Regions from separate parts of the Macaca mulatta genome. Here region 2 is linked to region 1. A link is a contact called in public Hi-C data. All regions are on one chromosome and are shown on one strand. Each heading gives the region's core, a stretch centred on a gene start, on an enhancer-like site or on the middle of the called end of the contact. The rest is flanking DNA. Distances are from core to core; before and after follow the strand shown. Region 1 holds the start of IGFBPL1 (insulin like growth factor binding protein like 1). Region 2 holds the start of ALDH1B1 (aldehyde dehydrogenase 1 family member B1).

Region 1 (4,238 bases), core at 184-2,683:
AGAATTATTTCCTAGAAGCCTGAACCCCAGGCTGAAACCTAGGCTCCTTGGGACTCACTGGTCGCCGTCTCACTCACCCTAAACTCTTCACTGCCCACTCCAGACAGAGTACACAGGGGCACTTCTCCAGTACCTAATGGGCAGGATACGCTCATGCTTAGGAAGCCGGTAAAGCAGTACTAATGTTTTGGTTTATTTTTGTTTGGTTTTCAAAAGGTACATAAAGAGAGTGGGCAACTATAGCACACAGAGATTATTTTACTTTGATGTTAATGAAGCTTAAGTTTCTAAGTCCCTAACATTTCATAATAAGTTTCGAAGTCCCTAGCAGTTCTATTCCTTTACTTAAGACAGGATTCTCCAAATTATATATGTTTTAGACCCTCGAAACCTGGGTCTGCCCCTAATAGCACCACAAGATCTTTTCAGATCTTACGTCTCCAGAGGTCTTACTTTTCCTGGGTGGAGCGCCCTCAGCATCCCAGCTCAGCCCCATCCCACACCTGGGGCCCTGGTGCTCTGGTGCTATGGCCTGGTGACTCCTGATTCCCCAGTCTGGAACTCATCCTCCTCGCGCATCTTCAACTTCCCTTCCTCCCCATTCAAACAATCCACCTAGCGCTGGATACCTGGGAACTCTGATCCCCCTCCTCAACTCCCAGTCTCCTGCCCGGCAAACATACCATGCCTACAAATAAGTGACTGCATCAGCAGGTACTTACGTACCAAAAGGGTTAGCAGGCTCACCAAAAATTCGACTAGCACGGTGAGTGGCGTCTCCAAGGATTCTCGTCCCAGTCTCTCTGAGCACGAGGAGAGATACGAAATACTGCTTTCTAAAGGGAAACTGAGTCCCAGGCAGAGCCGTCCACCACTGGGCAGGGGGATCCTTCGCTCCACACCCCAGAGGGTTGGAATCCCCTCTTCTCTACCCACCCGATCCCCGACCCCGACTCACCGAACTCGCAAGGGCCGTCGCGTGCCTTGTGCAGGTGACCGGGGTGCGCGCGGGGCTTGTGCCGGGCGCGCAGGCGCAGCGCGCAGACACTGGGGTAGGAGCGACCGTCAGAGCCGCAGACGGTGCCGCGCTGCGCGCACACGCAGAGCCCAGTGCCCTCGGGCGCCGCCCCCGCGGCCCGGCTCGCGCACACCAGGCCGGGGCCACAGCGCGCGCCGGCTCGGCCCCCGCAGCTCGCGCCCTCGGCTCCCAGGCAGCGAGAGCAGCAGCCGCACTCATCGCGCGCCGAGATCCCGGGCGCCGGGCAGGGCGCGGGCGCCGGGCAGCGCTCTGGCCGGCACAGACCACACTCGGGGCGCCGGCCACCCGCGTCGCGGATCCCGAGGCTTGGGGACAGCGGCGGCAGCAGAAGCAGCAGCTGCAAGAGCAGCGACAAGCGCGGCATGGCTTGCTCCGGGACAGCGGCGGCGCCTCTGCTTCGCGCTCCGCTCGGCGCCCGCCAAGCAGCCACCGCTCCCGCCCCGCGGCCGCTGATTGGCCGGGCCTGCACCGCGGGGCGCCCGCAAACCGCTGCTCCAGCCCGGGACCCGCGCGGTGCCCGCGGCCCGGGGCTCCGAGCTGGAGGGGCGCCCCGAGAGCAGCTCCCTGACCTCCGACTGGACTCTTGAGGAAACCGAGACCCAGTCGGGGGAGAACTTGCCCGAGGTCGCTGTGGTAGAGTCAGGATTGGATAACGGTACAGTCTCCGGATCCACGGCTGGTTCCAGATAGTATGCCCGTAAATCCTCCCAGAAGGATGCGCTGTTTTATTTAATTTTATTTTGCATTCGGTAGTTTAAGAAGTTTTATTTTATAAAGAGAATATATGTTTTAAAATGTATATTTTACATATACATCTAAGGATGAAAAGAGGGGTTTCCCTACCACCTTGTATCACCATCCTCCAACTCGACTCCCAGAGGCCACTCTTGCTATTGGGTTTTTGTGTATCTTTGCAGAAATTTTCTCTATGCCTATAAAAGCATATGTGCCTATAAAAGCCCTTTCCTTTAAAACACACACACGCTGTTTCTCTCCCACACACACGGAGTAGCGTGCCATATACATTAGTCTGCACTTGGTTTTTCCACTTAACAGTATTTCCCAGTTTCCCCACCTCTTGTCATCTCTGAAACTGAGTTTCTTGTACAATCAACGGGAGCATAGTTCATTGGTTCTGTGAGTGTGTTTCTTAATGCTACGTAAAGTCATGGTGCATCTCCGTCCACAGTGACTTTGTTATGATGAGATATGGTGATATGTTTTGGAGTTCATATACAGTGGCATTTCCACAGGGTTTAGTTGCAGTTACTTAACCAGTTGTTTTCCATCCTTCGGTTAATACGAATAATGCTTTGATGAAGTCTCTGTGCACAAGGGTCAGTGTACCTGTGGATTAGTGGGGAATGCATGTTGGAAAGACGCAGGTTCTTGTAGTCAGTTACTCATACCGCCGTTGTGCCTTCTCTGGGCCAGGCTCTGTGCACACCATCCTGCCTGAGTCCCGGCAGGACACCCAGATGAGAAACCTAAGAGAGTCTTGGCTGCTGGGATTTGATGTGTTGCCAGGTAAAGGCATTGAATGGAGGGAGGGACTCGCTGACCAGGTTTTATGGGAGACTTTTCCTGCCTTTACTGGCCACCTCTCATTTGTCTTGTGCTCTATTGTTTTTTCTTTGCTGAACTCCTAGAGATGGAGAACGCCTCTTGCAGCCTGGGAAGACCAGCTACAGCATTCTTGGGTGGAGTTCATTTTGTTTTCAAGCCTAGTTCCTTCCCAGTTTGCAGTCTTCTTATTCCTAAAAAGGAACCTCTTCTGAGGCCACTTTATGTGGTGGTCAGAGGAGGGCCATCTGCCTGGTCGACGCTGGGCCTTACCTTACAGTCAGCCACACAGAGCAGGGGTGGTCAGGCACCATGAAGGGGTGGTGGTAAGGAATAAATATAACAATGTTGCTAATGCACTCAGCGCAGCTCTCAGAATGTATTAACGATGACTTTCTTTTTTTTTTTTTTTTTTTTTTTTGAGGCGGAGTCTCGCTCCGTCGCCCAGGCTGGAGTGCAGTGGCGCGATCTCGGCTCACTGCAAGCTCCGCCTCCCGGGTTCCCGCCATTCTCCTGCCTCAGCCTCCCGAGTAGCTGGGACTACAGGCGCCGCCACCACGCCCGGCTAATTTTTTTGTATTTTTAGTGGAGACGGGGTTTCATTGTGATCCGCCCGTCTCGGCCTCCCAAAGTGCTGGGATTACAGGCTTGAGCCACCGCGCCCGGCCAACGATGACTTTCAACCTGAAGGCTGCTGTCTTTACCAGGAGTGGCCTTTTAAAGTGCTCTCACCCCTTGACCTCTCTGTGCTCTTCTAGGAATCTCTCCTAATAAAAAGATCACTATGTGTGAAGATTTCATCCTGGAGTTGGTCACTACAGCAAAAAAAAAAAAAACAAAAAACAAAAAACAAAAAAAAAAAACCAAAAAAACAAAACGGAAACGACCTTAATGCCCACTGAGAGGCAATCATTAAATAAATTATGGTGCGTCTAACAATAGAGGATTATGTAGGCATTAAAAATTAGAAAGAAGATATGGGTTAATAGAAATGCAAACATGTTTATAATACATTGTTTAGTAAAATAGCAAATTAAAAAGTACACATCTAATGTAATGGCATACTTGTAAATATGTGAATGTGTAAACATGCAAGAATTTAAGATTATTTAATGATGTGAAGGGAACACTTTTTTTTTTTTTTTAAAGAAATGATACCTCATTCTGCTCCCCAGGTTGGAGTGGAATGTCATGATCATAGCTCACTGCAGCCTCGAACTCCTGAGCCTCAAACCATTCTCCCTCGCTCAGCTTCCTGAGTGGCTAGACTACAGATGAGCACTACCATGCCTGGCTAATTTAAACAATTTTTTTTTTTTTTTTCAGAGGTGGGGTCTCACTATGAGAAGGAAACACTTAACAAAGCTGGATTTGCAAACAAAAGAGATGAGCAAACTCCATGCTGCTTTTCAGGACAACTTTGCTGGTAAGTTCAAACTTTCTAATGGTTCATAGTTGTTCAAAGAGAGATTAGGCTGCCCCAGAGATAGTGAGGTCCTTGTCAAAGAAGGAGTTTAAGAATGAGTCTTGGCAAGGAGCATCGAGGGGGTCAGAATTAGGGGTCAGGGGAGTTGATGTTTGATTACCTCGAACTGAGCCACCATTCCCATAGTACAGTGCCTGACCCTGAGACCTG
Region 2 (4,464 bases), core at 259-2,758, 33 kb before region 1:
TTAATCATTAAGTCAATCAATCCTGGAGTGCTATGCCAAGTGCCCAAGGGGAACTAGGCTGTTCACGTGCTGTGGGGAAGGCAGGAGGGCCTTGGCAAGGGGCTGATGCGGTTGCTGGAGAAACCCGAGGAAAGCATGGACATCAAGCTGATAATATGTCAATCACAATGCCTTCATGGAGGGCTAACTTTTGCAGCAAGGGCTATGAACATCCTAAGGATGATATGGAAGCAAAAGATTCCATAGAGATGTAGCTTAAAGAAAGAACTAAGTGAATTAGGTGCAAGCAGTTGCATGTGAACACCCTAGATAGATGGAGAGGCAGGGATTTAATAAAGGGAATTGGGTGCTCACAGAGCTGCTGCAAGTGTGGGAGGCAGAAGCAAGCCTTAGCCAGACCCGGACTGACTCTCAGGACAATATGGACATGGCCCACCAGCCTCGTGACTGTCTGAGGCCACTTCAGACAATCTCCTGCAGCCTCCATTCAAAGAGCAGGAAGCCAGGTCAAGGAGCGACTACAGCCACAGCGGCCAGTCCACAGCCAGGAAGCTGGAGAAGGGACAAGGAATGCTGCCGCAGAACGTCTCGTATCTCTGCTCTCCTGCTAGTGCCGCCCTACAGGGGCAGGACAATACCCTCCAACGCGTGCCCGCCTTCCACATCCGGCAGAGTACTACTGATTAACAGCATCTAGTCCACATCCAGAACTCTAACTGCAAATGAGGCTGGGAAACATGGCAGTTAGCGTTTGGACCACCCTAGCCAGAAGGAAGGTGCAGTGAGGGTGGAGTGAGTGAGATGCGTGTTCAGTGCTCCATCTTGGCAACCTTTATAGCAACAAAATGGAGACAATTAAATATCCAACAGTTTACCCCTACAACAGAATTCTATGCCACCTTGGAGAGGATAATGTCATCTGTAATTAGTGCTAGGAGAGAACTTCAAAATACACCGCTAAGTGTTTAAATTTTTTTACAGCAGCACAACAGAGGTTGCTACATGATTTTATTTTTATTAAAATAATTCTTGAAAGATGCAGAGGAAACAATACCAGCAGGACGAACACCCAACCATAATAATGGTGACCGTGGGTGAAGAGATTACAGGTGATCTTTTTCTTCTTTTTTCATCCTTTCCTGTGTTTTCCAAGCTTTCTACACTGTGCATACATTCTTTTTGTCCTTAGAACAAAAATGTACTTTGAAAAATGCCCAAATACAAAATCTTCTTAAAGGAACTGAAGAAAGGGGCAGTGAAAGTGGAGGACAGAAATTAGTGAATCCCGGACAAAAAAAATGAGGGACAGGCGAGGCAGAGAGGAGGTTAAGGGGAGTCTAAAGGATGGCAGTCAAGCAGCGTCTTGCAGCGGGGAGAAAGGCAAAGTGTAGTTGGGGTTCGGTCTCCGAAAACTTTGCTGTGTGACCTGGGGAAGCCCCTGTCCCTCTCTGCGTATCTCTGTTTCTGCTCCCAAACCAGTGCCTTAGGACCCTAGATCTGAGCAACGTGGACACTGGGCATGCGGAGACGCGAGGGAGGGAGAACTGAAGCGGTGCGGGCTGCCGGGGGTAGAGGGGCGGGGACCGAGAAAAAGACCGGGCTGGGCGAGGGAGGAGCGGCCTTGGCCGGTGGCAGGACGTAGGCAGCGCCCCAGGCGCAGGCGGAGCCTCACTGGCCTCTGGGTCCCAGGCTGCGCGGAGGCGGGACCTGCGGCCAGCCCTAGGCGGCCCGCTGGACAGAGCTGGGAGGGCCAGGGCCTGAAGCCGAGCTTGATCCTGAACCTAAGCCCAAGCCTGCTGCAGGTAACTAACGCGGGTCTTCCCTCGGCTCCCCCGGGAAGCCGCAGCTCCCGGCGCCGCGTGGGGGCTTTCCTCTCTGGGTCCCGGCGTCCCCATCTGGGGGCTGGCCTTTCCGCCGTTGTGAGAGGTGACAATGTGCTAGGAGCCCTCACTCTCTGCGCCTCCTCGGCCTCCGGCCTCGGCGTCCACTTTGGCGGCGCTTGGGGAGCCCTTCAGCCGGCCACGGCACCGTGGGAGCCCTTCTCTGGGCTGGCTGAGGCCGGAGCCTCCTTCGTCTGCTTGCCGGGAGGTGTGGAGTGAGAAGCGCGGGCGGGAACCCCTGCTTTCCGGCTGGCGCGGGCGCGGGCTCGGCGGGCCCAGCACACGGAGCGGCCGGCTGGCATCGCCGGTCCAGGGCAGTGAGGGGCTTAGCACCCGGGCCAGCAGCTGCGGAGGTTGCACCGGGTCCCCCAGCAGTGCTGGCCGGCCGACGCCGCACTCAAATTCTCGCTGGGCCTTAGCTGCCTCCCGGCGGGGCGGGACTCTGGACCTGCAACCCGCCATGTCCAAGCCCCTCTCCTACGGTGGGCTCCCGCACTGCCTGAGCCTCCCCGACGGGCGCCGCCCCCTGCTCGGTGGCGCGGGGTCCCATCGACAGCCCAAGGGCTCAGGAGTGCAGGCGCGGCTCGGGACTGGCGGGTAGCTCCGCCTGCAGCCCGGGTGCAGCCTGATCCACTGGGTGAAGCCAGCTGGGCTCCTGAATTGGATGGGGACTTGGAGAACTTTTATATCTAGCTGGAGTTTCATATGTGCACCAATCAGCACTCTGTGTGTAGCTCAGGGCTTGTGAATACACCAATTGGTACTCTGTATCTAGCTAACGTAATGGAGACTTGGGAGGACTAGCACTCTGTGACTCTGTATCTAGCTCAAGGATTGTAAACGCACCAGTCAGCACTTTGTGTCTAGCTCAAGGTTTGTAAATACACCAGTTGGTACTCTGTATCTAGCTAACTCTGTATCTAGCTAACTAGCACTTTGTGACTCTGTGTCTAGCTCAAGGATTGTAAACGCACCAATCAGCACTGTCAAAACAGACCAATCAGCTCTCTGTAAAATGGGCCAATCAGCAGGATGTGGGTGGGGCCAGATAAGGGAATAAAAGCAGGCTGCCAGAGCCAGCGAGTAGCAACACCCTCAGGTTTATTTGCACTCTGTGGAAGCGTTTTTCTTTCGCTTTTTGCAACAAAACTTGGTGCTGTTCAGTCTTTGGGTCCACGCTGCCTTTATGAGGTGTAACACTCACCACAAAGGTCTGCAGTTTCACTTCTGAAGCTAGCGAGACCATGAACCCACCAGGAAGAATGAACAACTCCAGACGCGCTGCCTTTAAAAGCTGTAACACTCACCACGACAGTCTGCAGCTTTACTCCTGACAGCGAGACCACCCACCAGAAGGAAGACGATCCAGACACATCTGAAAGTCTGAAGGAGCAGACTCCAGACACACCATCTTTAAGAACTGTAACACTCACACCGCGAGGGTCCGTGGCTTCATTCTTGAAGTCAGTGAGACCAAGAACCCACCAATTCCGGACACAGTTGCATGGTAGGACTCTCTCCACACCCCCTAATCCCAGCCCCTGCCTCTAGGTGACGGTACAGGGGCTCCGAGGACACAGACGCCCCCAGACCTTCCCACGTTAGCTCAACTTCAACACTCCTGCCCACTCGGCCCACTCCAACAGAGGGCTCCTGACCATAGCCCCGAGGCTTGGACAAACCCAGAGGCTGCGCCCTTTCCCCCACAGACGGGGTGAGATGGGCGCTGCCGCAGTCCTCGCGGATAGAGAAGGTCCGGTCCTTCCCGCAGTGAATGAACTGTAAAAAATTGCCCATATTCTGGAGGATGTGCAAAGTTAGGCCTGTGGAAATCTGGAGTGAGGCTCCTATACTTTCTTGCTGTGCGTCCTCGGTGAGTCCCTGAACCTCGCTGGTGCCCAGCCTTCTTGCAAAATGGGGGTCATCATCGACCCTGATCAGTTAGGGGCTGAGAGAGGCTTGGCAAATTTCCCTTGAGAAGACGGCCTGCAAACTGTAAAGCATGATGCTCTCTGAGCTGTGATCTTCCTATCTGCAAGTGGAGGCCCCGGCAGGGACCCCATATAGGCCCCAAGAGTTGGAACAGCCTTTGTGTGACTGCAAAGGTTTGCCAGCCTTGGCCTATGACCACCTCTCCTGACTGCTTCACCCCTCCAATCCTTACCCCATGGATTGGTGACTCCCCTTTCCCCTACCTCCTTTTGGTCTCCTCACCCTCAGAGCCAGGCCTGTTGTTGGCAAGGGCGCTCTGTCCCAGCATATGGCAAAGTCGTGAGCTAAATGGAACCCTGGGGCACCCCTGGCAGATCTACTGACTCAGCTTCCCCCTGTGGGATATGATGAGGTTTCTCTTCAAATAATCTTATCAATCTTTTATTCTTTAATTCATAGTAGCTCCCCACCCTTTTTTTTTTTTTTTCATTTTTTTCCTTTTTGCCTTTGTTAGATGCCCAGGCACGCCACAGTACCAAGCGTTATCAGCACCAGCTCACATTCCTTTGCTTATTTGGAAAGAGGACTAACTTTCTAGCTCATGACAGACACCCCTTTCCCTTTCTCTCCACTTTCTTTTACATGCCCACTC

The links. Hi-C and Micro-C count contacts between places; a contact is called where the count stands out from the background.
Region 2: a Hi-C map of fetal cortex germinal zone shows a contact between it and region 1, with 2.2 times the contacts expected there. The contact joins the promoter of ALDH1B1 here to the promoter of IGFBPL1 in region 1. A contact is called at or near these places in 2 of 14 Hi-C or Micro-C datasets (fetal cortex germinal zone and liver).

Annotation. Positions count from the first base shown.
Region 1 is chr15:61,166,546-61,170,783 of T2T-MMU8v2.0, reverse strand. IGFBPL1 (insulin like growth factor binding protein like 1) reads right to left here and starts at 1,433. Exons shown (of 5, transcript XM_015117410.3): 1 at 959-1,433. The coding sequence starts at 1,403.
Region 2 is chr15:61,199,232-61,203,695 of T2T-MMU8v2.0, reverse strand. It overlaps ALDH1B1 (aldehyde dehydrogenase 1 family member B1), which reads left to right and starts at 1,508. Exons shown (of 2, transcript XM_001114412.5): 1 at 1,508-1,802. The region is part of intron 1 of LOC144334622 (a long non-coding RNA gene); the gene reads left to right.